Linked DNA regions of Sus scrofa: regions 1, 2 and 4 are each linked to region 3. The links are chromatin contacts, called in public Hi-C and HiChIP or PLAC-seq maps. All regions are on one chromosome and are shown on one strand. The core of a region is the stretch at or near the end of the contact, and the rest is flanking DNA. Distances in the headings are between cores, read along the strand shown. Region 1 holds the start of TAF12 (transcription initiation factor TFIID subunit 12). Region 2 holds the start of YTHDF2 (YTH domain-containing family protein 2). Region 3 holds the start of SESN2 (sestrin-2). Region 4 holds the start of RAB42 (putative Ras-related protein Rab-42).

Region 1 (6,964 bases), core at 3,774-6,273, 320 kb after region 3:
GCTCCTACTATGTGGAAATCATGTGCTACGGGATTCAAGTTGGGAAAATCTATCCCTCAGGGATCTACAGTAGGAAATACTTAATGATTTTTACGAAAACAAGATAGTGTGCCTGGGAGTTCAATTAAATATCCAAGACTATTCTCCCTCCCTTCGCCCATCATATTTAAACTGTAGTTGATAGGCAAGGATGACAAGCCCTGCTTTTCCTTTTAGCAATCTTGTACTGCAAACAGAAATCAAGTTTTAACTCTATTATTATTATTATTGTACCAAGAGACTCTGATTTTTTTTTTTTTTTTTTTTTGGCTTTGCCCAAAGTATGCCGAAGTTCCACAGTGGTGGGGACAGGAATTGAACCTACGTCACAGCAGTGACAATGCCAGATCCTTAACTGCTAGGCCACCAGGGAAATCTAGGATCTGACTTTTCAGAGGGTAACAAAACAGGGGAGACTTTTTTTTTTTTTTTTTTTTTTGCATTTTAGGGCCACATCAGCAGCATATGGAGGTTCCTAAGCCAGGAGTCTTATCAGAGCTACAGCTGCCAGCCTACACCACAGCCACAGCAAGCCAGAACCAAGCCATGTTTGGGACCTCACCATAGCTCACAGCAATGCCGGATACTTAACCCACTGAGCAGGGCCAGGGATTGAACCTGCAACCTCATGGTTCCGAGTCGGATTCATTTCTGCTGTGCCACGATGGGAACTCTCAACAGGGAAGAATTTGAAGTGGTTTTAAGACTGTGGCCCTCTCTGGGCATCTGATCATTAACATTTTTTTTTTTTTTAAGTGAAGAGAATAGGGGAATAGTTGTTTTTACAACCTGTTTAAAAAATGTTTAGGAATTTATTATTTAAACAGAATGCTGGCGTGAAGGGGACTACCATTCTGTGGGCATGGGAGCCCTATCACTGTGGTGCATGACTTAGGATATGGGTTTCCTACCTGGCTATTTCTTTCCTCACTGGCTTTTGATGTATCTAGAGGAGCGCACATTTCCCAGTGCAAATAAACCAAAAAGAATCAATTAATTGCAATCTGTGAGACCTGAAAGGAACACAAATATGGAATTTTTTGTTTTCTAATTTGATCCTGCTTAGGCAATTTCAACTTAACAGAGAGGTAGTACAGTACAATGATCATGGTGGCAGCGTCTAGGTTCAAGTACCAACTCTGCCACTTATTAGCTTCATGTCCTTTAGCAGGATACCTAATCTCTTTATGCCTCAATTTCCTCATCTGAAAAATACAGTTAATCATAAAGTGTACCTCATATGATTGTGGCAATTCACTGAATTTATACATCTAAAGCACTTAGAAGAATGTGTGGTGCATGATAAGTGCAATTTAAAACTTTTGCTGGAGTTCCTGTCATGGTGCAGCAGAAATGAATCCGATTAGGAACCATGACGTTGTGGGTTCTATCCCTGGCCTCGTTCAGTGGGTTGAGGAATGGGCATTGCCATGAGCTGTGGTGTGGGTCGCAGACATGGCTCAGATTCCAAGTTGCTGTGGTTGTGGTGTAGACAGGCAGCTGTAGCTCTGATTCCACCCCTAGCCTGGGAACCTCCAAATGCTGCAGGTGCAGCCCTAAAAAGACAAAAAAAAAAAAAAAAAAAAGCTAATATTATATATATAGTCTCCTGTTTTAAATCTTAGTTATAAAAATCAGTATATAAAAACTAAAAGGTAGAAGTGTGGTGCAGTGGGTTAAGAATCCGACTGCAGAGGTGTGGGTTCAATCTCTGACCCAGCACAGTGGGTTAAAGGATCTGGCATTGCTGTGGCCATTAAAAAAGAAAAAAAAAAAAAAAAAAAACCTAAAAGGTTTCACCCATCTTGCTATGTATTGGTGACATCCTATAACCATTCTTATTACTACAGACATTAAAAAAAGAACAGTGGAGTTCTCTTGTGGCACAGCCAGCTAAGGATCCAGTGTTATCGCTGCAGTGGTTTGGGGTGCTGCGATGGCTGGGGTTTGATCTCTGGCCTGGGAACCTCCACATGCAATGAGTGTGGCAAAAAAAGAAAAAAAAAAGACTCAAGTCAGCTGGGCTGAGTGCTATCCTAGTTCTACCACTGGGTTATGTGAGCTCCTTTTAACCAGAATTTCTACATAATTAGAAGGACCAGGCAAATTCTAAAGTTCCCTCCAACTCCAACAACTAGTATCTAAGATTTAAAATTAAGTCTGTATGTACTGTTTTTTTTTTTTTTTTTTTTTTTTTTTTGGGTCTTTTTGCCTTTTCTAGAGCCACTCCTGGCACATATGGAGGTTCCCAGGCTAGGAGTCTAATCGCAGCTGTAGATGCTGGCCTACGCCACAGCCACAGCAACTGGGGGTCCGAGCTGCGTCTTTGACCTATACCACAGTTCATGGCAACGGGGGATCCTTAACTCACTGAGCAAGGCCAGGGGTCAAACCCGCAACCTCATGGTTCCTAGTTGGATGTGTTAACCACTGCACCACGACAGGTATGTATTGATTTTAAAGTTTGTCTTCTGCTTCCAACACACCTGTTTCATGGTACTGGTTGTAAACACAGCCGATATATTGTTTCCAAAGTACTTAGGGACTTCCCCCAAACACCTTGAGTAAAAAGTACTATGTTCTTTGAATTCATGAACCTGTGGCAGGTTTGATCCCAGGTCCAGTACAGTGGGTTAAAGGATCTGCGTTGCTGCAATTGCAGCATAGTTCGCAACTGCAGCATGGGTTTGATCCCTGGCCTGGGAACTTAAACATGCCTTGGTGCAGCTGTGGCGGGGGGGGGGGGGGGGGGGAGGGATAACATGTTCTGGAGTTTCTTTGTGGCCTAGTGGTTAAGGATTTGGCATTGCCACTGCTGCAGTGAAAGTCTGATCCTTGGTTTGGGAATTTCTGCATGCCATGAAAGCAGCACCCGCCTCCCCGGGACCTAAAAGTAATATGTTCTATGTTCATATCCACTCTAACACAATGATTCTCTATCAGGTACATTCTTAGAAATCCTATTATAATAATTCAATCAATGCTAGAGCCACAAATGAGTGAAATAAGTAGCACATTTTCCAAAGATAGATGAGGATGCAATTTTGCTGATGGGCAAACTGAGACAAGGCGAGGAATCCACTTAGAAAAGCAGAAAAAACTTCAAACACCTGAGTTTGACTGGGTCTGGGCCACTTAGTACCATGTGATTTCAGGGAAACATTTAACGTCTCTGCACTGATTTCCTTATCTGTGCCATGGGATTAACAATATCTAACTGGTGGGGCAGTAAGCAGTAATTAAATGATTTAATACTTGAAAGTGCTTATGATGGTGTTTGGTTAGTCTGAGTAAGTTTCAGTAAAAGGTATTATTGAAGAAGGGAAGTGACTAGTCCAAGTCTCTCCACCATCCTTATCTGAAAGCGGCTATTTCCAGTAAATGCTTATGCTAAAAATACAGGATACAACTTACCTATATGAACTTTCTAAATGACTATTTTTGAGAGGGAAGGGGCTTCATTTAATGGTTTCCTAACTGGTAAGTGACATTCACTGCATCAATGTCAATACAGTAACAAGACTCAAAGTACTTAAATCTGTAAAAATTTCCCTCTTGAGTTTGAAGTTAGAGCAAAGATTCTAGAAGCATGTTTTCAAGGAGTATTAACCGAGCCTCTCCCATTTGCTATGCAGAGCAGGGTACTGTAACAAAATTTCCATCTAATCAATCATTGACTCAGTGTAACCCTAAGCCCTGTTTGGACTTTAGCCTCCTTAGAGGTAAAATATGAGTTTATAAAAGATGATCTTGGGAGTTCCCTGGTGGTCTAGTGGTTAGTACTTGGTGCTTTCACCGCTGCTGTTCCAAACCCTGGTCTGGGAACAGAGAAACAGATATCCTCCTACATAAAGCCGCTGCAAGCCCGGGGGTGTGGGGGGACGCCTGATATTTCCGGGGTCTCTCCATCTCTGTCATTCTCTTCTTTGAAATGCAGAGATCTATGCTAAATATCGGAGTTGAGTGGAATGGGATTTAAAGCACTTATAAAGTACACAACTGAGTTCAAACTGCTTTAACTTCACACCAGTGCTACTCCTGAAGGAGCAGAAAACGAAGATGCTTGGCTTCCTAGATCGTTCTGACACGATAAGCCTGCCAAAAGCCAAATAGGCAGCGTGAAGGAGTCGTCTTCCCCTGAATACATCCTTTACCATTCCCGGTTCAGAGAATATGAGGGGATGGGGGAAGGATCACTATGTCTTTTTCAAACTCTCTCCCCTTCCCTTGGAGGCTGATCTACTTACAGACACAGCCCCTTACACTCTCCGCTTTTAGGATCTCAGGTCCTCATAGTCCTGTTCCCTCAGGTACTTCGGAGTCTGCAAGCCCCGATCCGGTCCCCAAAGAAGCGCGTCTTCACTGCCCGCTCCTGTTCTTCCCAAACCCAAATGTTCTCTTACCGCTCCTGCCTCTCAGGAACCTGTCTTCGCTGCCCTGTTTCTGAATCGTTAGAAGCCTGGGTCTTCACTGTTCCGCTTCTGCCGCTTAAGAGCCCAAGTCCTAACAGCTTCGCTTTTACCTCTCAGGAGTCCGTGTCTTCACACCCCGTTCAGTTCCGACCCTCTCCTCTTAGAAGCACGGATCCTCATAATCCTATCTCTCTCAACTCGCTTTCCCTTGCGTGCGGGAGAACTCACATCCATCCCGGTTCCCTAAGTCCCGTCTGGAGCCCAGGTCCCCACAGCCGCGTCTTCTCCGATCCCCGAGCCCCTCAGTCCCGTCCCACGAGCCTGATTCCTCACACAGCCCAGTCTCCTTCACAATTTGGCTCTTCGAACACTGACCACTGTGGTCTGGGTCCTGACTCCCTCCTCCCGCTCTTATTCCTCAACTGCCAGGGCCCAAGACTCACAGGCAGCAGCGTCTATCTCCCCATGATATGCGGAGACTGCCCCAGTGAAGCGTTCGTCTCAGCAGCCGGTCCGACTGCTCGGCCCTCCCCGAGTACTTCCGGCACCGCTCCCCGCCTCCAACCCGGAAACGCGCGGCTCTTCCGGCTGGCGGGCGCGCGCCTGCTTTGCGCAGGCGCAGACTGCTCTCCGACACGTGGTCGCCGTTCTGCGCTGTAGCTCAGTTCTGGTGGTTAGGTTTTTTCGGCTTGTGGTTAATGGGCAGTGTAAGCAAACTATGCGCTTTGTATTCTGGCGGTACGAACCCTGCCCTAGCTATTTCTTTCCGACTCTGCCTGCTGTGTATATCGCTATCATGACCAGCATTGACGTCCTCGGATGGCTTAGAGGTCGCCATTTTTGGTTGGTGTCTTTGTCGTGCTATCAGGAAGGTAATAACTCGTGGGACAGCAACACTCCATAGATATCCCGTTGGACCCCAGCAGGAAAAATCTGAGGACAAGGGAGACCGATTGGGTTATGACTGTGAATAGGCAGTTAATAATAATAGTAATAATTGAGCCCTTACTATCTGCCAGAAATTTTTCTAAACCTACGGTAAATCATTTTAACGATTTAAAGGAAATCTGTGAGATTAAGCAAGTTAAGTAGCTAATAAAAGCAGAGTCTCAAATTGAACTCACAAATTCTCACTCCAAAGCCTGAACTGTACTTCAACCATTAAACTGATGCCTTTGGTTATCTCTTCCATCAAATGCATGGTGACAGTTGCTTTATTTATGCTATGCTAGATGCTAGGCATATAAACAAAACACAATTCCAGCCTCAGTCCCTTTGGAGCCCAGGTCCACACACTAAGATGGAGAACCTGCAAACATAAAGGAGAGTACAAAGTGCTGTGACAGCCCAGAGTGAACAGCAGTAACTGTCACAAGGAAAAGCTGTCTCCTACCTGAACTGATGCAGCAATTTGCTCTCCCTTGTCTTCTTTTTCTTTTTCTTTCTTTTTTTTTTTTTTTTTTTGGCCATTCCTGTGGCTTGAAGAAGTTCCCTAGGCCAGAGGTGGGACCCATGCCCCAGCTCTGACCATAGCTACAGCAGTGACAGCACCAGATCTTTAATCCCCTGAGCCATGAGGGAACTTCCCCTTCCTGTCTTTATATCTTGCCATCTTCATCCCACCAAATTCACAATCCTCCCTTACACTGTCACAGATCCATGTTCACAGATTCCAGGCCCTTTCACCATTAGGCTTCGAGTTATCGTCCTAGTCTTATTTCTCTGCCACTGATCCCTTCATTCTTTTTTTTTTTTTGACTTTTTGACTTTTTGACTTTTTGCCTTTTCCAGGGCCACTCCTGCGGCATATGGAGGTTCCCAGGCTAGGGGTCCAATTGGAGCTGTAGCTGCTGGCCTACACCACAGCCACAGCAACATGGGATCTGAGTCGTGTCTGCCACCTACACCGCAACTCACGGCAACACCGGATCCCCAACCCACTGAGCAAGGCCAGGGATCTAACCCTCAACGTCATGGCTCCTAGTCGGATTCTCCAACCACTGAGCCACTATGGGAACTCTGATCCCTTCATTCTTCTAAGGAGTCTGGCATACCATTTTTGTTTTTGCACTGCTCTTCAGTTTAAATATACATTCATGCATTCAAAAAATGAATGCTCATTTTATGCCAAGGCTTTTGCTGCACATATACTAGTAGATAAAACAGACATCCTTGTCATTAAAGAGTTTACAATCTGGAGTGGGGAAACGAACCACTAGCAAAGACACAAATGAGGAAAAAAATATCAGAATAAACCAGACGTACCTAGCTGAGTAATGTGCTAGCAAAGAACTTATTCAAGGACCAGGAGAAGATGACTGGAGCTTACTGGTGATGGGGAGAATGGCAGGCAATGAGGTTGGAAAGGCCAAGCAAGATCAGTTCAGGCAGGACATCATAGACTATGGTGGGTACATGGGATTTTATGATGCAATGGGAAGGTATTGGAGGGCTGAGCAGAGACATGAAATGCTAATACGGGTTTCGGGGGTTGGATTTGGCCTCATGGCTGC
Region 2 (7,240 bases), core at 1,738-4,237, 400 kb after region 3:
TTAGAGACTACCCTTCCCACAGGATATATGCATTTTATTTTATTTTATTTTATTTTTTTATTTTATTTTATTTTTTTGTCTTTTTGTCTTTTGTTGTTGTTGTTGCTATTTCTTGGGCCGCTTCCGCGGCATATGGAGGTTCCCAGGCTAGGGGTTGAATCGGAGCTGTAGCCACCGGCCTACACCAGAGCCACAGCAACGCAGGATCCAAGCCGCGTCTGCAACCTACACCACAGCTCACGGCAACGCCGGATCGTTAACCCACTGAGCAAGGGGCAGGGACCGAACCCGCAACCTCATGGTTCCTAGTCGGATTCGTTAACCACTGCGCCACGACGGGAACTCCGATATATGCATTTTAAAAGGGAACTCCAGTAGTACAGAAAGTAATCCCAAAGAAACTAACCAAAATTTCAGGCACTACAGAAAATATTATTAAATGGAGGGGATTTCCTTTTTCTTCCTTTTTTTTTGTCTTTTGTCTTTTTAGGGCCATACCCGAAGCATATGGAGGGTCCCAGGCTAGGAGTCGAATTGGAGTAGTAGCTGCCAGTCTACACCAGAGCCACAGCCACACCAGATCTGAGCCAAGTTGTGACCTACACCACAGCTCATGGCAACGCCAGATCCTTAACCCAATGAGCGAAGCCAGATATTGAACCCTCAACCTCAATGTTCCTAGTTGGATTCGTTCCTGCCGTGCCAGGACAGTAACTCCAGGAGGGAATTTTCACTATCATCCCTTAATGGGATCACAGGAAAGGAATTTACAATGTACCAGATTTGCTTTAATGTTTGCGTTTGTTGTTTTTAAAGATCTTTTTTGAAATTTATCTTTGCAACAAACCTGTTGGGTAGATATTATTATCCCCTTTATTAAATGAGGGAATCTCTGAAAGGTTTGGTAAATTTTTTTTTTTGGCCACTGTTCACAGTCCCAGCTGCAGTTGCAGCCTATGCCACAGCTACAAGCAACACTGGATCTTTAACCCCCTGTGCCGGGCGGGGCATGGAACCAGCATACCAGTGCTCCTGAGAGGCCATCCATTGTGCTGTGACACAGTAGGAACTTGAAAGTTTTAGTAGTTTACCTAATTTTGCAAATCTGTTGGGGAGGCCAGTATTTGGTCTCTCTCCCTCCGAGGTTATGACTTTTGGTCTAATGCTCTTTTTACCATACCACTGCAAGAGTAAGTGTAGGTAACTGCTTAGGGTTTACCCAAAAATCTGGGCAATGGGGTTAACTGGCTAAGTATCTTTATTTTTTTTAACTTATTTTTAAAAACATCTGTTATAGCTGATTTGCTAAGTATCTTAAAAAAAAAAAAAAAAGAAAGAAAAAGACTTACTAGGTTTCTTTTATTCCCTTGGTGGGCTCCATGCTCTGAGAGTGGACTCAGCTGAAGTCTAGTGCATTTGGTACCTGACCTTATTCATTTTAACTACATGATCATGGGCAGAAAAAAATGCTTTGAGCACTTCAAGCAAAAGTATGATGCAAAATCCAAGATGCTGTGTTATCACTTATTTTACTACTGAGTCTACCAATGACTCTTGTATCCATGGAGTGGATGGTATCAGGTTGACACTTATTAGAGCATTATTTGTTTACAAGTATTTGAAATTACAAAAGCTACTAGGAGATGGCCTGCCAGGATCAAATATCCCTGCAGAAGTTAGGTTTGCCTCTGATTAAAAATGCTTTTTCCCACCCTTTTAATCTCCTCTGGATTCTGGTTCCTGAATACAGGATTTCTCTTGAGGGCAGAGGGACACTATTCTTCTCAATGTCATATAAACCTATTTAAAAGCTGTGTGACTTTGGGCACATGACTTAACTTCTGTTTCTTCAGCTGTAAAACGAATAGACTGATAGCAATTTTGAAGATGCTGAAAGACTTTAATATGTTTAAAGCATTTAACAACAAAGCCTAGATTATAGCAGGTATTCAGATAGCATTAATGTCTTTCTGCAGATTTTCTGAACTCGTTGAAAGAACATGTACAATTTTGTGTAGATTAATGAGGTGACTTTTCTTGGAAATAAAGTCCATAGTTTAACAGAGTATCATGGGGGTCAGCGACATCCCTAAAAAAAGAACTGTAGTTTCTAGATTCTCCTCCCTGCAATGCCAAAGGGTGAATCCTTTTCTCAGGGGACCAGATTTTTTGCGGTTATTTTTGCTCTCCGGGCACTCTTTTTGTAGTGTGCCAACAGAAGAGGATAACCAGGTGGGAGGGTGTCTTTCTCAGGGCAGGGCTCCCTTGAAGTTTCCCTAAGGGCTCTGTGACCCCAGTTCTTGTTCCCTCCCACATGGGGTAGGGTGCCATCTGCAACTGGGGAAACAGGTTTATTTTAAGGTCTCTCAGCCTTCGGGGGGTCGCTTCCTCACCGAAAAACCGGCGTTTATGTGTTTGCACAAGCTTAAAGCTGCTCCCTTCCCTCCAGCTGTTAGTCAAAGCCTCTTGGTGCGACCCTAGCCGCCCCCACCCTCCTAGGCCCCAATACCGAGGCGGTGGGGGCGGGGAGGCCGCGCGCGCCGCTTCCGCTCCTCCAGCCCACCAGAGGGCGCTGCGCCCCCGCCTCTTCCTTCCCGGGGTGCTTCGCGCCCGGCCCCTTCCGCGTGGGTGAGTGAATGTGAGAGTCAGCGTCGCGCCGCGCGCGCCGTCCGCTTTCGCCGCTCGGCGCCCTTATTTCGGCTGCGAGGGGCGGGTGCGCGCGTCAAGGCATAGAGACGGGCGTTGAGTTCTCGGGCTAGAGCGTCGCTGAGTCGGAGCCGGAGCCCGAGCCGCGCGCGGTGTCTCCGCTGCGTCCGCCGAGGCCCCCGAGTGTCAGGGACAAAAGCCGCCGCCGCGCCGCCTGCTCCCGCCGCCAGGGCTCATCCGCCGCCGCCGCCCTGAGGAGAGTCCGCCGCCGTCGCCCCCCCGGAGGATCCGAGAGCCATGTCGGCCAGCAGCCTCTTGGAGCAGGTACAGGCCCGGCCCGCATGCCTCGGCCATTGTGTGAGGCGAGAGGGAGCCCGACTAGGCCCGGGCCCGCCGCCCCCGGTCGGGCCGAGCCGAGGCGGCGCCTTTCGCGGGCCGGGTTTCGAGGCTCTCCGGCCGGCCGCGCCCAGCGCCTCGCCCTCACCCGCACTCCCCGCTCCTCCCCGGGTCTCGGAGCCCGCCGGCCGCGCCGTGTTCCCTTCTCTCGGCGGGCCTCGTTTTTCCTCTTGTTTCCTTCCCCTTCTGTGAAGCCCCGGTTTCCTCGCGTTGTTCGTGGCGCGGCCCCCGCTTCTCTCCGCGGGGCCCGCTGGCCTCGCGCTTTCCCCCGCCTCCCATCCTCAGTCTCCCCCTCACTCCCGTTCCCCGACGCCTCTCCTCAGGCCTGCGCCTTTATTCCCTTCTCGGGCCCGGCTTTAATTGGTGTTTCCTTTTCCATTTCTTCCTCGGACGACCCGCTGCTCGGCGACGTTTCCTTCGCCCGCAGAGACCAAAAGGTCAAGGAAACAAAGGTGAGCCCAGCTCCGCCGGTGGCCACGGGCCGGGAAGGGGGCCCCGAGTGGTGGGGGCGGGGTCTCCGGGAAGCGCCCCGGGGAGAGGACCTTTCGGAAGCCGCTTAGTTTGCAGGTGCCTCACACTTAAGTATCTGACCCTTTCCGTGTGTTCCTGCAGCTGGCGAACAGCTTTTTGGTGAACAAGGAGTAATTCATTAGAGGTGGGGGTGGATTCGGTTTTGAAATGTCCCAGGTCCTTAGTTTCCTGTAGGTCTTAGAAGGCCTTTGTTTTTCATCCTCGTGGATCACACTCTGGAAGTACTCACATGTGATGGGGGAGGGGAAGCGGGAGGGAATTGAAATCTAGAGGAGCCAATAAAATGACCTTTTAAGATCAACTTGCTCTGGGTGGAGGGAGACATTTTCACTGACGAATATTGGTTTATCCTTTTGAAATCCAAACATATTTGCTCTGTTTGGTAAGGTTTTTCTCTGGTTGGAAGGCTTTTAATTAATTTGTGAAGTAGAGTGCATGTTTGAGACACCCCTAACACGAGCTTTTTTTTCTTTAGTGCAAAATGGATCTGTACATCAAAAGGATGGATTAAATGATGATGATTTTGAACCTTACTTGAGTCCACAGGCAAGGCCCGTGAGTAGTTAACCATTTACATGCTTGATCAAAGGATGTAGTATACCATTATCTTTTCTCTGATCTGTCAGTAAATCTCATTTTTAGGGAATGACTTTCTTAATACCAATCAGTATGGTATAAAAACAGTTACAAATGTTAAGATCCTCATCTGCTTTGTCAGCAAACACAATTTTCTGAGAGAGACTAGTACTGATAACATTTTACAGTATACTAACAGTGGCACTTGTTTGAGTAGTTTTTCCTCCTTACAAATAATATATCAGTGCAGAATTTAAGGATCCTTTCCATTGTTGAAGATTTTGAATTTTCATCCCCAAAGCATTTTTCTTTTAGGAAAATTGGATTTGTACGTGATGGGAGAAAGTAACAAAATCACCTTAATTTTATTCATTGCTGTGGAACTGGTTATCTTCCTTTTGTCTGGCCACTAGTTACTGGGTTCTTAGAACGATTTTGAAGTTGAGCCATGTCTACATTTATAAAGACCAATTTTGGACGTATCCGGCTTTTTATTTAGGGGAGCTAGAGGATTTACAAAATAGTGTTAAGATACAGTGCTGTTTAGCGCAAAGACGGAGAATGGTTGGGACTCAGGCACTTTCACCACAGTGGCCTGGGTTCAGTCCCTAGTCTGGGAACAGATCCCACATCAAGCCACTGTGTAGTGGCCAAAAAAAAAAAAAATAAATAAATAAAGGAGTTCTTGTTTTTGCAGTGTAATCTTCTAACAGGAAGATTAGTTGTATATAGGTTCACATATATGAACATGGCCTGTGCATGCAGAAACGTGATTTTGTAGTTTTTGTGTATTGATATCTCTTGGATCCCAAAGACATAGTCACAAAGTTTTAGCCAATGAATATAACTTCCCAGTCAAAAGAAAACTGACTATGACTCATGCAAAATATCGTAGAAGATGAAGAAACTTAGGGTACATTTATATAAATTCTAAATAGATGTTGTATGATATGTACAATTGTTGAATAAATTTACATATTAGTGCATGCCCATGTTTGGGCCTAATTTTTACATAAAACTTTTTGATTCTTTATGTAAAATTTTCTGCGTTGAAAGTTTAGAAACCACTTATGTGATTTGAAAAAAGTTTTTGCAGAAGACACCCAATTAATGAGGAAAAGTAGGGAAGGAAGTAGAGGAATGAACTATTGGGTTCCTGCTCTTGAAGTAGTTTGCTTACGTAATCATTATAACAGGGAGAGTGGGAGCATTTGGAAACATAATTCTAGGTAGTTGTGAAACATTGTGTAATTCAGATTTTTGAGCTCAGGGGCATGTGGGAACCTGCCAGTTCAGGTGTAGGCATTCTGCTGTATAATGGCATAACCGGTGATACTAAGTGCATTTGTTTTTTTGTTAAGTAAGCTAAAGCATAATGTCTTTAAAAAATTTCGTCTTTGTAATTAATGTCAAGAGTATTTCATCCACTTTTTTTTTTTTTTTTTTTAAAGGACCTCATCCGTGGCATATGGAGGTTCCCAGGCTAGGGGTCATATCATCAGAGCCGTAGCTGGTGACCTACACCACAGCTCATGGCAATGCTGGATTCTTAACCCACTGAGTGAGGCCTGGGATTGAACCCAAAACCTCATGGTTCCTAGTTGGATTCCTTTCCTCTGCTCCACAACAGGAACTCCCCCTCAACCACTTTTTAACCAGTTTTTCGCCACCTTATGTTGGATTAATTCCTCCAGCTTGACCTATTGAGTATTGACTGAGTTTCTTGTAAACAGTGGATGTGGGACTGTTAAAAGTATAACATTTATCTTCGAGAAATAGATTTGCCTTAAACTTGAGGGTGTATGTTAAAGACTTTTTTAAAGGAAAATTTTAAATTGGCAGAGAAAAGCAACACCATTTTATCAGGCCACATTAGCTGAAACATTTAATCTTCAAGAGATGTGTTTTAGTGGCTAGGGAGAAGACCTTTGGGCTTTAGTACTATGAACTTAAAGACTAACATATTCATGGTCTTCCAAGTCTCTTAAGAACAAGACAAAAAAAAAAAAGAACAAAACAACAAGAATGGAATCCACAGGGAACTATATCCAGTCTACTGGGGTAGACAATGATGGAAAAGAATTTTAAAAAGAACATAAATATATGATAACTGAATCACTTCGTTGTACAGCAGAAATTGGCACAACATTGTAAATCAACCATATTTTAATAAAAAAGCAAAACACCCTGTTGGCTAGTTGATAGATTCTTAGATACCAGAGCTTTTTTGAAGTTATGGTAAAGTACTCTATTTTTGAATTGAGCTGTATAGAAACCAATTCTGTGTATCTCTGGCTTCTCATTTAAGGGACTACTCTGGGCTATAGGATTTATAAAAAGTTAAAATATTGTCAGCACAAATAAAAGAATGTTTTTGCAATGTAATCTATCTTCTAATGTGAAGACATTGTATATTTTTCTGGTTATTCTAAAGGGTGATTCCTTTTTAAAGATAAGGACTTTACTGTGTCTTTAGGATTATACTCATGTTTTTAATGGAAAAGTTAGGTGTGCATTTCAGTTTACAGGCTTTGCTCTCATGGATTAAGCAGAACAAATAGCAAGTTTTTTTAGTTTTGAATCCTCTAGAAGCCACTGTGCTTTCCTTTCCAGTTTATAATTAAATATTGGCTTATGTTGATGTTCCCAGATGGTTTGCCAGGAGGCTATACTTTAAAGTAGATTCATTGAACCTTGCTTTTTTGGTTTATGGTTGAGGAATGGTTGCACAGATTTTGGGGATAGACGGTGAAATTTCCAGTTCTTTTTGTTAATGTATCTGTTATATAGTACAGATTTTTTGGTTTGTTTTGTGTTTCTGGGTTTCTGGGGTTTTTTTTGGCTGCCCTGTGGCATGTGGAAGTCCTAGTACAGTTTTAACAGGAAACTCTTTTTTTTTTTTTTTTTTTTTATTAAATTTTATTTTCCCACTGTACAGCAAGGGGGTCAGGTTATCCTTACATGTATACATTACAATTACAGTTTTTCCCCCACCATTTCTTCTGTTGCAACATGAGTATCTAGACATAGTTCTCAATGCTATTCAGCGGGATCTCCTTGTAAATCTATTCTACGTTGTGACTGATAAGCC
Region 3 (7,484 bases), core at 2,109-4,608:
GTTTTTTCTTTCTCTGCCAACTGGCTATAGGGAACTCTCCATGAGGCCACAGGTATAGGCTTGGAAAGAGAAGGTACTAATATTATTATTATTATCATCATCACTATTATAATTGTCTTTTTGGGGCTGCACCCACGACATATGGAGGTTCCCAGGCTAGGGATCTAACCAGAGCTGTAGCCACTGGCAGAGTCTGGACCTACACCACAGCTCACGGCAATGCTGGATCCTTAACCCACTGAGAAAGTCCAGGGACCAAACACACATCCTCATGGATATCAGTAGGGTTCTTAACCCACTAAGCCACAATGGGAACTCCTTTTTTTTTGGCTGTGCCTGCAGTACGTGAAAATTCCTGGGCCAGGGCTCGAACCCCCACCACAGCAGTGACAATGACAGATCTTTAAACCACTGAGCCACTAGGGAATTCCTGGACCTAATTTTTATAGCTTAGCAACTTCATCAATTTTTTGTAAACCTAGAGGAGTGGATAAAATCTATCAGCAGACCAAATATGACCCATTGTATATCCAAATACAACTGGATGATAAGATCCACAAAGAGTTTTATGCTCAGTAGTGACTTCGTCGAACTATTTTCTTTGTTTATTTCTTTTTGCTTTTGTTTTTGTGGGGTTTTTTGTTTGTTTTTGCACTTTTCAGGACCACACTTGCGGCATATGGAGGTTCCCAGGCTAGGGGTTCAATCAGAGCTACAGCTGCCAGCCTACGCCACAGCCAGAGCAACATCAGATCTGAGGTGCATCTGCAACCTACACCACAGCTCACGCCAATGCCAGATCCTTAACCCACTGAACAAGGCCAGGGATCAAACACACAACCTCATGGGTCCTAGTTAGGTTCGCTAACTCTGTGCCATGACGGGAACTCCTTGGTCAGACTATTATCATGTCTTTGCTTATCTGAGCTATCCATATTTGCTTCCATCTTCCTCATCTACTTGACCTTGGCAACCAGGTATTGCACATTATTCACCTTTGTACCTCTGCCTGAAGCAGAGTGCCAGGCTCATTTTAGGGATTGCTATGGACTGAATTGTGTCCCCCTAATTTCATGAGTTGAACTCCTAACCCCCAGTGTGATAGTATTTCAGAATAGGGCCTTTGGGGAGATAATTAGGTTTAGATGAGGTCATGAGAGTGGGATCCTCATGATGGGATTAGTATGCTTACAAGAGGAGACATCAGAGAGCTTACTTATGATCTGCCATCTGTGGACACAGTGCTAAGGCAGCTATTCGTAAGCCAGGAAGACAGCTCTCCCCTGAACCCCAAAATGCTGGCACCTTATCTTGGACTTCCAGCCTCCAGAACTGTGACAAAATAAATTTCTGTTTTTTAAGCTACCCAGTCTAGGATATTTTGTTATGGCAGCTCAACTGAAAACAGGTTCAATAATATTCACAGATATAAACTTTTAAAAGTTTTTATCATTAGCATCAAGCAAAATGTATTTGTTTACAGTCTTTGACTTGTGAATTTGCTTCTAGAAATTTAGTTTCATTTGACATGTAATATAATTTTATAAACCAATTTTACCTCAGTTAAAAAAATTACTAAAAACAACATGACCTATCTGTAAAATCTCAGGTTATTATTTTTTTTAATTATGTTAAGGAATACTTAATATCTTGAAAATTATCATGAAATGTAGTAAGTGGAAAAAGCAGGCAATATAACCATACATAATTTATATACTATATATATGCATAGGTTAAAGAACATATATATAAATTTTATATTTTGTCTTTTTTTTTTAGGGCCACTCCTGCAGCATATCTCCCCAAAAAAGATTTTTAAAAGAATATATAATATATAGTAAATAAATATAACCCCCCCAAAAAAAAACCCCAATATGTTAACACTGATCCTCTCTTGGTAGTAGGATTAGAATTTTGAAAGGATTGCTCCCATTCTCTAAAAGGATCCTTTTTTATTTATTAAGTTACCAACATAATACATTTTGGCATTCATTTATTTATTTGCTTTTTCAACTGAACCAGTGGTATATGGAAGCCCTGCAGCTAGGGATCAAATCCCAACCCAAACTGTGACTTCTGGCAGGCACAGCTGCAGAAACACAGGATTCTTAACCTACTGCACCACAGTGGGAAGTCCCATCTTGGTTTTTAAACAATCATTAAATAAATATAGTGCATAAAACCTTATAATTCTCTATCATCCTTTTATTCCAGATGTAACTGGATCCTAATAGTTTGTTGCAAACTACACATCTTTCCAGACTTTTGTTGCCTCTGTATATTTATGGATGGTATCTATGACATAATTCTATTTTTTTTTTTTTGTCTGTTTGCCGTTTCTAGTGTTGCTCCCCCTGCATATGGAGGTTCCCAGGCTAGGGATCTAATCAGAGCTGTAGCCACCGGCCTACGCCACAGCAACACAGGATCCGAGCCACATCTGCGACCTACACCACAGCTCACAGCAAGGCCGGATCCTTAATCCACTGAGCAAGGCCAGAGATCCAACCCGCAACCTCATGGTTCCTAGTCGGATTCGTTAACCACTGCGCCACAACGGGAACTTCATATGACATAATTCTAAGTGCATCACTGGGCAACTTGTTTTTTTGTTTGTTTTAACCTAACATTAAATGCAGCATACATTTTCATTTCACCTAGAGCATCTACAATAGAGCACGTAGAGCTACCTCCTGCTTCTTTACTGCATGATATTCCACTGTGGAGACAAGAACAACGGGAAGTGCATTCCTGCTGGAGGGTCTTTTGGGAATCTGGTTTATTATTTGAACCAGTCCTCTTTGGTGAGCACTTTGATCCCTTCCAGTTTTACACTTTTACAATAGAATAATGAACAGGAGTAATACCAGTTTAGAGTAGAAAGCCTGAAAAACATTAGAAAACATAAAGGGGGGGAAATATTTCGAGTTACGTCTTTTGTACCTTTACACTTTCCTGTATTTTCAAAATATTCTGATATAACATATGTCATTTATAATTTGAAAAGGAAAAACATGCACTAAAACCAAAAGTTCATTAAAAGAAAATGAAAGAGAAAAAAAAAAAGAAACGAAAGCGAAGGGGATAGTCCCTGCCACCTCCCAGGGGAGGGGGCCGGCGGCGGGAGGGGCGGGCCGACACAGTCTGCACCAATCAGAGCCCGGTTGATAAGCAGAGCGAGGAGAATTTGGAGACACTCCCCGCCGAGCAAACTGTCTTGCGGTTTAGTTTCCCTAACCAGCCTGGAAACCTGCCTGGGCCTAGCCCGCATGCCGCTGCGGACTGCTATTGGCTGCCAGGCAACCCCGCCCATCTTCCTGTTCATTGGACGCCCGCGGTTTTCGTAAGAGGAGCCTGTTGCTGACCGAAAACAAGTAAGCGCAGCAGCTTTTGTTCAGGAGATTTTTGGACTGCAAACGTCCTGGGCACCCTTGGGTCAAAAAAGCAACATCACTTGGGTTCCCTTCCTGGCTCAGCATAAACGAATCTGACTAGCATCCATGAGCACGCAGGTTCTCTCCCCGGCCTCGCTCAGTGGGTTAAGGATCCGGCGTTGCCCTGAGCTGTGGTGTAGGCCAGTAGCTACAGCTCTGATTCGACCCCTAGCCTGGGAACCTCCGCAAGCCACCGATGCGGCCCTAAAAAGACAAAAAGACAAAAAAAAAAAAAAAAGCTATATCATTAACCATCGTTTATTTAGTCCCGGCTTAAGGCCGGGTTTCTAGCGCCAAACTTTTAATTTCAATGGTTATAATCACCTTTCTTGAACACAAAACTATCTGCCAGTCACTGTACTTTAAAATAAGAACAATAGTAACAATTTAAATGATACTTACAGTTTGTTGGTCTCTTAATCTTTATTCAAGCCTTGTTAAGGAATTTGTATGCCTTAGCTCTCATCCTTACAATAGCCCCTGTGAAGGTAAACGTTATCGCCCCATTTTACTCAGCAGGAACCAGGTTCAGAGAGGCGAAGTGACTTGCCTGGATTCGCACAGCTAAGGGTTAGAACTGGACCCTTCAACATTAATTCTGCTTCCAAGCACAATTTTTTCGAGGAGTGGGGGGTATACAAAAGACTTTTGAGGACAGGAAGAAGTGGATCAGGATGGTGGCAAGGCCCTGGGGCATTGCTTCAGTGACAGGCCTCAGGGTGATTGAGAATGGAATATATGGAGCCTCTAGGCGTGGAGGAGAAGGAGGAAGAGGGAAATCAGGACATCGGAGCCAATTCAGCAAAGAATTCTTCCTGGAAATGTGAGGCTCCTGGGGCCGTGTGTTGTGGTGCAAGTGGCCCTCGACTGGGGACCTGGACCCCAAGGTTCCAGGTATTGCCCTGTGACCAGCTTCCTGAGGGACCTTGAGCAAATGCCTTCTCTCTGGACCCCAGGCTTCCGTCTGTACGGTGAGAGAGTAAGCCGAAACAACGGGAAGTGCATTCTGGCTGGGGGGGCGGGGGAGTGTCCTTTGGGAATCTGGTTCCTGCTGGCATCAGGGAAACTCCTCAACAACCACACAATCTTTACTTAGCTGTTGCCTGGCCTCTTTTCAAGAACGGACAATCCTGTGAACCACCTTTTCCCCTCCCCGTCTGTTCTGAGCTATAGCAGAGTCGTGCCTGCAGGGGGCGCTGAGGGTTCATAGCTGACAAAACCTAACTGGAATTCTTAGCCAATTATCCGAAAGCACCCAGCTCATGGGTTTTGGTATATTGTTTATTAAGAGCGTTGAGCTTTTTTTTTGAAACCTGAAGATTTCTGTCCTCAGGATACAATCGACGAACCTGAATTATGAGTATTGCCCAACATCCGTTCTCTCCACAGTGGTCCTGGAGGGTTAGCATTAATTTCAATTCGTTTTCCAGGTAAGGAAACAGATTCTAAGAGCCGAAAAAATTATTTTGGGGTCACATTGCTAAAAACTGGTTGCCTGACTCCTGGGCAGTGCTTTTAGGAGATAGTTGGCTCTGTTTTCAAGAGTCTGTGGTTGTTCTGCCTCCTAATACACAACCCGTGGGGACAATTTCAATGTTGGTTGTATAATTTGACAGCTCAGGACTCGTCAGCCAGAAGGACCTCCTCAGCACCTAGCCAAATGTCTGCTTAATGAGTAATTAAATGAATGATGTGTGAATGAGCCACAGAGGTTGATTCTGTGCCTTGCTTTTATCAAATAAATCAGCTGGAGTTGGGTTTCTTTCCTGAAATTCCCCCAAGGCAGAAATTATATTCTGAGATGGGAGAGGAGGGTGTGGCAAAACAATAAGAGCTCAGAAAATTACATCTGGGCTGAGAAATCGTAGCCCCAGGTCTGGTCAGGGTATAAGATCATTCTATTATAGCAGAGTGACCCCAGAATTTGGGATTAGAAAATTAATTCAGGAAGACTGAATACAGAACACATGATAATCCCATGAGGGTTAAAATCTGTGAGAGGGTCTGAAGCTGAAGAAACCTCAACATCTCAAATCCAATCTAGTGGTAACTTCAGGACTGGAATGTGATTGAGGAATTAAAAAAAGCTTTGGCCAATCAGTGGCCTCAGCATAGCTGATGCAACAGTGGAGAGTATGGCAACAGGAGGTGGATCTTGCCTGAGCCAAAAATACAAGGTGTGGGGGAGGGGAGGAACAAGCCCAGGCCATGTCCCCTAGCCATGTTCTCCTGGGCTGGAAGCTTCACCGCTGGATTTCCAGAGCCCAGGACAGTGCCTGGAACACACCAGATGGTCAATAAATGTTTACTGAATGAAAGAAAGAGGAAAGAAGCTGGAGCCCCAGCCAGCAGGTTTGCTTTGTGGGGAGCTGGTTGAAGTGATTCATCTTCTCACAGGTTCCTTTTGCTCAGATTCCAACTGCCTAGCCACCTTCAGATGATAATTTGGCTTTTCATGGAGGCTGTTTTAGAAAGAGGTATGTACTGGCCCAGTTATAGGCCCAATTATGTTTCTCACTCCCAATTAATATATTAGAGTTCTGCTTTACACATCTGTTTCTTGTGTCTCATGCTTCATACATATCCAGGTCCTTCTCTCATCAGTGGTGGAGTGGAGTTTCTGCTTTGGAGCCATTCCTGTCTGGTTTTGAATCCTTACTCAACACATTACTGATGTTGGCCAGCATATCTCTTAAGCCTCAGCATCCTCATCTGTCAAAGAGGGGCCTAGTGCCTACTTCATGAGGTTGTGGTGAGTTACCTGGGATAACAGGTGTATCCTGGACTTTTGTTGGAGCTTGGTAAAAAGCAGTATCTGTGCCCCTTCCCAGCTTTCCTTCCAAGGAGATTGGGTCACAAAATTTCATCCAATTGAGAATATCATTATCTCTTGCTTTTCACAAATTCACTAATGAAGTGAGGCCTTAGGAATGACTTAGTTGCTTCCTTGAAGACTCTAAAGGGTCATTTCACAGAGGAGAGCAACTCATATTCATTCATTCGAAAGTATTTCCTGAGGACTCACTACATATTAGTGGGGGAGAGAGAAACTGTAAGGCACATTTCCTGCCCTAAAGAGGCTCTCACACAGTCTGGTGCAGTCAAAAGAAGACACTGTATGACTTTGACATGAAATTTTATTTTCCTGAGCTCAAATTTCCTCATTTTGCAAAAGTGGTCAGTAACCTATTCCATTGTTAGTTGGAGAGAAGGAGTAAGACATGCAGACGTGATAACAAGGCTGCATCAAATCTGAAGACCAGAGGTACACAAAGGTAACAACAATGTGTTGAGGTATTGAAGACTGGAAGAGATGCCTTCACTCTGGTCACAATTTACCAATAAAGTTAATGAATGGTGGGTTGGATTTCAGCGGGCAGAGATTTGCAGAGCGAAAGGCTTGAAGACCAAACAAGGATCGTGGAGGTGGCAGGAATAAGGCTGGAAATGTAAACTGAGGCGGATCTTGGCAGATACTGAATGTCAACCAAGGGGTTTAACCTTTATCTGTAGCTGATGAAATGCCAGTAAAGCTGATGTAAACATTGATATTACAAAGGATATTTTTAAAAATAAAAGCTGAATCTGACATAATTAGAGAAGGTGATTTAGAGGGGATTCAATTCAAAGGAAGATTTAGTTTTAACAAGGGCATGTTATTGGCAGGACATTGTGCTCACTGGCATAGGGCAGAAGACAAAGATGTCAAGGTGTGGACCTTGCCCTCAAGGAGCTTATAATCAAAAGGGTCAGATAAGACTTGCACATAGAAAAATACAATCCAAGGTAGACTTGTGATAAGTGTTGTAATAGAACCCCAGCCCAAGTGTCAGTAGAGAGTGAGATTAATTTACCTAACCCGGGAGGCTGGAGGCAGGAGACCAAGTCAGAGGGTCATCTTTGGAACCCTAAACCTAGACTGGGAAAACCCCAGGGGGGACATAGGAGGTCGTCCATTCCACCTTCACTCGGGATAGGTATTCTCTATCCTGAGTAAAAAATGACTTTAATATTGAAACAAAAAGTGGAGCTCTGAGGAAAAATTGTGAA
Region 4 (7,591 bases), core at 703-3,202, 280 kb after region 3:
TTCCTACTTTGTGCCAAGCACTGAAGATAAAGCCATTGGTCCTTATCCCCAGGGGGCCTGAGCCTAGAAGGGAGGCAGACGTTACACTGGACAGAAGGGTCTGTGACCTTAGTCGGAGAGGGGCTTCCTGAGGACAGAGATCTAACCTGAGGCCTGAAGTAGGGGTTGCTTACCCTTTGAAGAGCGGGAGAGGAGTGTTCCCGGCGGAGGGCTGAGAAGAGGGAAGATGGTCAGCATGGCTGGAGCTCAGAGCGCCAGTGGTGGGTAAAGAAGGCATGGGGGTGGAGAGCGGGGGAATTCGCACAGGCCTAATGCAACAAGTATTTTTCCAGCTGAGCAGAGCAAGGGGAGGAGAACATCCCAATGGAAGAATCCGCAGGGCATGTGGGAGTGGAGCAGACTCTCCTGGTTTGGGCAAAGCTGGCAGGAAGGATTCCTTTCCCAACACCCCCCCTCCCCATCTGATGCTCCTCTCTCTCCTTCTGGAAGTCAGGGATAAGCAGACTTGAGCCCCTATAGGCACTACTATTTAAGTGGCCAAAGGCCAGGATTACTAGGAGACCCCACAAAAGGGCTTCTCAGTGATTTATTTAGAGGTAGGTACAAGAAAACCTGGGCCTTCCCTAGTCCCCAGCCTATCCAGCCAGAAACAGACTGGGAAGCTAGTCTCAATCTTCCATGCTAGTGATTTTAGATTGGTTACTTAACTTCTCTGAGCCTCAGTTTCCTCATCTGTAAAAAACTGGGCAGACTAACATCTACTCACAAGGTTATATAAGGAGGAAATGTGATGATGTGACGGTTTGTTTTAGGGAGAACTGCTCCCTACTGCCAGTTTGCCAAAACAAGTTAAACTGGTAACTACCATCCACAGTGGGACAGTGGGATTAAACGTATAGACAAGCTGTTTGGGACCAGCCAGAACTCCCTGAAATCCTGAGTGTCCAGAAGATCAGACTGAAAATTATGGAGTGGATCTTGGATACAGATGTGGTTGCCTTCCTCTCGCCCCTAACCCAAGTGGGACCCGATGACTTTGTCTGGTCCTTTGGGAATTTGCTTTGCAGTCCCCTTTAGTGGCATCAAAGGGATAGTGAAGGGGGAAAAAAATCTAAGAAGTTCCCATGTGATGCAGTGGGTTAAGGATCCAGCATTGCCGCAGCTGTGGGGCAGGTTACAACTGCATGGGTTTGATCCCTGGCCCAGGAACTTCCACAAGTCCGAGTTCTGCTGTGACCTGAGACAAGTCACACATCTAAGCCTCCATCTCCTTAGCTCTAAAATGGACACACTACGGCCTTCTCAAAGCATTGCTGTCCCAAAGCATTAGGAACTGACCATCTGGCCTCATAAATGTTAGCTGTCCTGTCCACAGCCAATTGCCCTTCCTCTGGAATTGCAGTTGTACCCTGCCTCTTCTACCCCACTGTGTCCAGGTCCCTCTCTGGGGCCCAGCACAGGCAGGCAGGGAGGAAGCAATAGGGACTGCTGAACATTGAACCCGAACATTGAACACAAGGCCCCAGACCAGGCCAGTGGGGCTCCAGGAAAGGGGCACGTGGGTGGGGAAAGAGCACCTATAAATGATCAACTTTCTTGAGTGGTGTCTCCAGGTCCAGCAGCGGGGGCCCTACTGGGAGACTAACAGAGAGTGGGGGCTGCAGAGAGAAACCATCCCAACAATGAGAAGTGGATGCTCTGGCGCTGTTAGATTCAGGTCAGTGCAAGTCTGATTCTCCCTAGTCCTCCTCCCCACATTATCTAGTTTAATTTTTTCATCTTGTGAAGTAGGGATTATTATCCCCATTTTACAGAGGAGGAATCTGAAGTCCAGAGTGAGGAATTGACTTGCCCAGGTGTTTCCTCGGGTTTGGGTTCCTCCAGGTCCTTTTCCTTGGTGCCAAAGACGCTGGTCAGGGTGGCTGCACACGGCCCGGGGGCGGGGCCCGAGGAGGGGGCGGGGCTGGGGGCGGAGCCGCAGGGCGCGGCCCGGACAGTCGGTCTCCCGGCCGGAGGGAGCCACGACGCCGGCCATGGAGGCTGGGGGCTTCCGCTACCAGTTTCGGATCGCGCTGCTGGGGGACACGGCTGTGGGCAAGACGTCGTTGCTGCGGCGCTACGTGGCGGACGCGCCTTGGATACCAGAGCCCGAGCCGGAGCTCGAGTCGGCGCCCACGGTGGGCGTCGAGTTCTACAGCCGCACTCTACAGCTGCGGGCCGGGCCGCGCGTCAAGCTGCAGCTTTGGGACACTGCGGGCCAGGAGCGCTTCAGGTGCGCGGTGGGGGCAGGGCTGGGGCGGAGTGGGGTGGAGGTGGGGCGGGAGAGGGACCTCTGGTTGGGGCGGCTCAATGCCTGTCCCCCTGACCATGGAGGTGGTCAGTCGCAGTGGCCCAAGTAGAGATCTGGGGGTCCCCATCCTGGATCTGAGTCCTTCACTTTTTTTTTTTTTTTTTCTCTTAGGGCCACACCCCCGTCATATGGAGGTTCCCAGGCTAGGGGTTGAATCGGAGCTGTAGCTGTTGACCTAGGCTATAGCCACAGCCACAGCAACACAGGATCCGACCTACACCACAGATCGCGGCAGTGCGAGATCCTTAACCCACTGAGTGAGGCCAGGGATCAAACCCATGTCCTCCACGGGAGTTCCTATAAGTCCTTCACTCTTGAGCCATTCATCCTGCAAACACAGCCTCTGAGCCCAATACCTGAGACCTGGTGCCCTGCCCCAGAGGAAAGTTTTGACATTGAATTTGGAGGGATGAATGACCTGGGTGTTGAAAAGCCCATAGGAGCAGAGAGAGGGAGGTGTCAAGGAGATGCGAAAGGAAGAGAGATTTGTGTTGGCGATACAGGATGCATAGGAGTTTGCCAGCCAGAGAATGGGGAAACAAAACCTGCAATCGGAAAAACATCAAGAATGCAGAAATGGTCAGGAGAGTATGGAAATCAAAACCGCTCCTTTAGAGTTCCCATCATGGCTCACTGGAAATGAATCTGACTAGCATCCACGAGGACATAGGTTCGATCCCTGGCCTTGGTCAGTGGGTTAAGGATCCAGCGCTGCCATGAGCTGTGGTGTAGGTCACAGACATGGGGGGGATCTGGTGTTGCTGTGTCTGTGGTGTAGGCTGGTGACTACAGCTTTGATTTGACACCTCGCCTGGGAACCTCCATGTGCTGCAAGGGCAGCCCTAAAAAGGAAAAAAAAAAAAAAAAAAAAAAAAAAAAACCCTGCTCCCTAAGTGGGGAGCACACAGTTACTTGGGAGAGACAGATGCTGGGGAAAAGACTCACAGGGCAGTGTGAGATGAGCTATAATGGGGAGTGTGAAGCAGTCAGTGGATGAAAGGAGTCCTGCCTCTGGGGTGTCTTGAAGGTGTCTCATAACTTACTCCCTCCACCATCAGGTGCATCACCAGGTCCTTTTACCGGAATGTGGTGGGTGTCCTGCTGGTCTTTGATGTGACAAACAGGAAGTCCTTTGAACATATCCGAGACTGGCACCAGGAGGTCATGGCCACTCAGGGCCCCGACAAGGCGATCTTCCTGCTGGTTGGCCACAAGAGTGACCTGCAGAGCATGCGATGTGTCTCAGCCCAGGAGGCGGAAGAGCTGGCTGCCTCCCTGGGCATGGCCTTCGTGGAGACCTCCGCCAAAAATAACTGCAATGTGGATCTGGCCTTCAACACCGTTGCTGATGCCATCCAGCAGGCCCTGCAGCAGGGGGACATCAAGCTGGAGGAGGACTGGGGGGGTGTCCGGCTCATCAACACCCAACCCCCCAGGCCCCTCAGCAGGAAGCAGCATCCGGGCCCATGCCAGTGTTGACTCTGGGAGGGAAAGGGTTAAAGCAGCGCTGCCCTCAGAAGGCCTGGGGGGATGGAGAGTGTTAATATCTCTCGGGAGGGCAAATGGCAGAATCTGTCCAGACAGTTAATATATACAGTATCCTGGCACAGTCACGCTTCTTGGATTTTAGGGTCTCAGAGCTCAGCCCCTTTCCACCAGAAAGGTCTAAAAGGCCAGGTGTGCAGCTTCCTGTCCTTAAGCCTGTTTCCTCCAGCAAGAGGAGCTCATAAAAGACCTCACCTCACAGGGGGTTGAGGGCATGAACGGGTGGCATATGCTCAGCCAGGGCCTCCCACACTGTGAGGATGGAACGGCGAGAACTGTCATCACTGCTCTTTCTTGGCTTGGATGTGGCCATTTTTGGCAGTGTCCCTGGACTTGGACGCTGAGCCGCTCAGCGTGTGGACACTCCCGCACAGGTGAGAACAGGTACAGGGAATCTTAGGCTTTGTCAGCCTTGGAGCCTGGATGAAAAAGTGTGCCCTCAAACCCAGGTTGCTGCTCAGTGTCCCTACTCCATGGCCAGGGGCTGGATCTGGATCTGGATCTGGGAGGCAGGGATGAACGTGAACAGCTCCTGTGTTGGGCACACAGTGGACATGGGGATTAGCCACCAAGATCTCCCTCAGGGGGCTGAAGAACCCATAGCCCCCTCCCCACCGTACCTCTCAGCTCCTGGGAGTGCTGCCTGGGGTGTAGCTCAGTTCACTCTGGGAACTGCCTGACCATGGGGGCAGCCCACATCCAGTGTCAATCTATTAAATCTATTGGTGGGGGGAGTGTTCAAAAGCCTGACCCCCTTGCCCTGACTCTAAACATCTCTGAAGATTGAACCTAGCTTCATCACTCCATGCTGTCAGTTGAGGCCACTGTTTGGACATCACAGCTAAATTCTTCTGCTAGAGTTCCTGTCGTGGCTCAGGGGTAACAAACCCTACTAGTATCCATGAGGATGCAGGTTTGATCCCTGGCCTTGCTCAGTGGGTTAAGGATCTGGCGTTGCTGTGAGCTGTGGTGTAGGTTGCAGACACAGTTCAGATCTGGTGGTGGTGTGGCTGTGGCCAGCAGCTCCAGCTCCAGTTGGACCCCTAGCCTGGGAACTTCCATATACCACAGGTACAGCCCTAAAAAAAAAAAAGGCAAAAAAGTATAGTAAATAATATATATATATATATATAGGAGTTCCCATTGTGGCACAGTGGTTAACGAATCCGACTAGGAACCATGAGGTTGCGGGTTCGATCCCTGGCCTTGCTCAGTGGGTTAATGATCCAGCGTTGCTGTGAGCTGTGGTGTAGGTTGCAGACGCGGCTCGGATCCTGCGTTGCTGTGGCTCTGGCGTAGGCCAGCGGCTGCAGCTCCAATTCAACCCCTAGCCTGGGAACCTCCATGGCTGCAGCCCTAGAAAAGGCAAAAAGAAAAACAAACAAACAAACAAAAAATATATATAAATTATCCTGTTCAATCTTGCTTCCCTCCTTTCCTCCCTCTAAGCAGGTGTTGATCTCAAGAAACCCCTGGAGTTCCCTTATGGCACAGCAGCTTAGGGATCCATTGTCGTCACTGCAGTGTCTCTGGTTGCTGCTGTGGCATGAGTTCACTTCCATACTTCCATGTGCCACAGAATCCCTAATAATATGAGTGAATGGTTGCCACACAGCATAGTACCCAGAGTCCGTCCTTTGTACCTGACATCGTACCTGACACTGTTAGGCTGGAATTGAAGTGGTTTTTTAAGTTTTCACACACACACAGAATCCCCTAATAAAAGTCTGAACACTGGAGTTCCCATTGTGGCTCAGTGGTTACAAACCTGACTAGTATCCATGAGCATGCAGGTTTGATCCCTGGCCTCTATCAGTGGGTTAAGGATCCCTGGTCACCATGAACTCTGATATAGGTCACAGATGCAGCTTGGATCTGGTGTGGCTGTGGTGTAGGGCGGCAGCTGTAGCTCTGATTCGACCCCTATCCTGGGAACTTCCATATGCCACAAGTACGGCCCGGAAAAAAAGAGACTGCACACTCATACCCACCTTAGAATTTGTCTCCTGGGGAACTTGCAGCTGAAACTGCTAGGCACAAAATTTCCACTGGCAATGTGTAAGGCTTTAGGGAGGGAAGAATCTTAGCAGGTATAGAGGGGGTCATTTAACTCACTTTGTGACCTGGAGCCAGTTACTCTACCTCCTTTAGTCTCAGATTCCTCCTCAGCAACCTGTGACTGCAAATCCCTCCTTCTTAGGATTCTTGGGAAGTTTTCAATGAAGATGAGTTTCTTAGCTTCCTCCCCATGGCAACTAGGCCAGGGTGGGCCTCTCTGTTCTGCCTCCTCTTTTTAAAACATTACTCATCCTTTTGACAGGCTTGCAAGTTCAGCCCAATTCTCCTCATTTTGGGCAAGCTTGGGCCAGGACAGGGAAATGACATGCTTTAGAGTATATTATCATTCCTTCATCAGAAATGTTTTAAAATAAGCTAGTACTCTGATCTGAGCTCTGGGGGTTCAGTAGTGAACATAACAAAAGCTGTCCTAGGGCCAACATTCTAGTGGAAGAGAAAAAAAAACAAACTAGTAAGTAAATGGAACTAAATGATTTCCAGTTGTAAGTGCTACAAAGACCACAGATCTGGGAGATGGGCCTGAGGGTGATGGGGGCTGCCTTAGAGCAGGTGGCCAAAGAGGTGAGACCCACAGGAGGAGGAAGGCCAAGCGAGAGCAGAGATCTAGATGGGGGTAGTGTCTGGCATTGATTGGATACTTCTTATGTATCATGTGAGGTACTGATAATAATGATAAAATAATATAATACTGTTATTATCCCATTTTACTGATGTGGAGACTGAGGCCCATAAAGATTAAGTGAAGCCAGTAAGTAAGCGTGGAGCCCTGCAGCAAGAAAGAACTGGGCTCATTCTAGGAATTTACTGGGGATCTGAATAATAGAATGAAGTGAAGCAGGGAATGACCCTCAACTCAGTCTGTGGTTTTTGTGTTTTTTTGTATGTGCTTTTTTTTTTTTTTTTTTTTTTTTTTTTTGCTTTTCAGGGCTGCTTCTGCAGCATATGGAAGTTTCCAGGCTAGGGGGTGAATCGAAGCTGTAGCTCCCAGCCACAGCCACACGGAATCAGAGCCACACCTGTAACCTCCACCACAGCTCATGGCAAGGCCAGATCCTTAACCAACTGAGTGAGGCCAGGGATCAAACAGACGTCCTCATGGATACTAGTCAGGTTCGTTACCTCTGAGCCACAATGGGAACTACCCAGTCTGTGTTTTCTAATCATCCAGAGCTTCCCTGGACAGGACTACAGGACTGCTAAACTGGAGCTTGTTTGGGAGATGAGCCTCTGGTCCTGGGGACAGAGACTGTCAGGTGCTCAAAACAAATCCCCAAATCCCTGGAGAAAGAGAGGAAGTAAAGGAGTTCCCGTCATGGCGCAGCGGAAACAAATCTGACTAGGAACCATGAGATTGCAGGTTCGATCCCTGGCCTCGCTCAGTGGGTTAAGGATCCAGCGTTGCCGTGAGCTATGGTGTAAGTTGCAGACTCGGCTCAGATCCCTCAGATCCCGCATGGCTGTGGCTGTGGCTGTGGTGTAGGCCTTGGCTAACAGCTCTGATTAGACCCCTAGCCTAGGAACTTCCATATGCCGTGGCTGCGGCCCTAAAAAGACAAAAGACAAAAAAAAAATAAAAAATAAAAAATAAGGTGAGGAAGTAAAAACTGACCTTCTGTC

Evidence for each region. A called contact is a pair of places that touch in the nucleus more often than the background predicts. HiChIP or PLAC-seq counts read pairs in DNA pulled down with a chosen protein or histone mark.
Region 1: an H3K27ac HiChIP or PLAC-seq map of alveolar macrophages shows a contact between it and region 3. The contact joins the promoter of TAF12 here to the promoter of SESN2 in region 3. A contact is called at or near these places in 1 of 5 promoter capture datasets (fetal liver) and 1 of 2 datasets of contacts at active chromatin or transcription factors (alveolar macrophages).
Region 2: a contact with region 3 is called in a Hi-C map of skeletal muscle, with 4 times the contacts expected there. The contact joins the promoter of YTHDF2 here to the promoter of SESN2 in region 3. A contact is called at or near these places in 1 of 47 Hi-C or Micro-C datasets (skeletal muscle) and 1 of 2 datasets of contacts at active chromatin or transcription factors (alveolar macrophages).
Region 4: a contact with region 3 is called in an H3K27ac HiChIP or PLAC-seq map of alveolar macrophages. The contact joins the promoter of RAB42 here to the promoter of SESN2 in region 3. A contact is called at or near these places in 3 of 5 promoter capture datasets (fetal liver, fetal skeletal muscle and liver), 10 of 47 Hi-C or Micro-C datasets (alveolar macrophages, blood, embryonic fibroblasts and 5 more) and 2 of 2 datasets of contacts at active chromatin or transcription factors (alveolar macrophages and skeletal muscle).

Annotation. Positions count from the first base shown.
Region 1 is chr6:85,638,064-85,645,027 of Sscrofa11.1, forward strand. TAF12 (transcription initiation factor TFIID subunit 12) reads right to left here and starts at 5,024. Exons shown (of 6, transcript XM_021095678.1): 1 at 4,895-5,024. It overlaps LOC110261125 (a long non-coding RNA gene), which reads left to right and starts at 5,069. Exons shown (of 2, transcript XR_002344955.1): 1 at 5,069-5,323.
Region 2 is chr6:85,714,160-85,721,399 of Sscrofa11.1, forward strand. YTHDF2 (YTH domain-containing family protein 2) reads left to right here and starts at 2,988. Exons shown (of 7, transcript XM_005665152.3): 1 at 2,988-3,076; 2 at 3,078-3,208; 3 at 3,211-3,356; 4 at 3,359-3,494; 5 at 4,049-4,128. The coding sequence starts at 2,988.
Region 3 is chr6:85,318,624-85,326,107 of Sscrofa11.1, forward strand. SESN2 (sestrin-2) reads left to right here and starts at 3,359. Exons shown (of 12, transcript XM_021095666.1): 1 at 3,359-3,374; 2 at 5,832-5,911; 3 at 6,023-7,484.
Region 4 is chr6:85,601,087-85,608,677 of Sscrofa11.1, forward strand. RAB42 (putative Ras-related protein Rab-42) reads left to right here and starts at 1,953. Exons shown (of 2, transcript XM_003356245.4): 1 at 1,953-2,272; 2 at 3,409-3,959. The coding sequence starts at 2,034. The coding sequence ends at 3,829.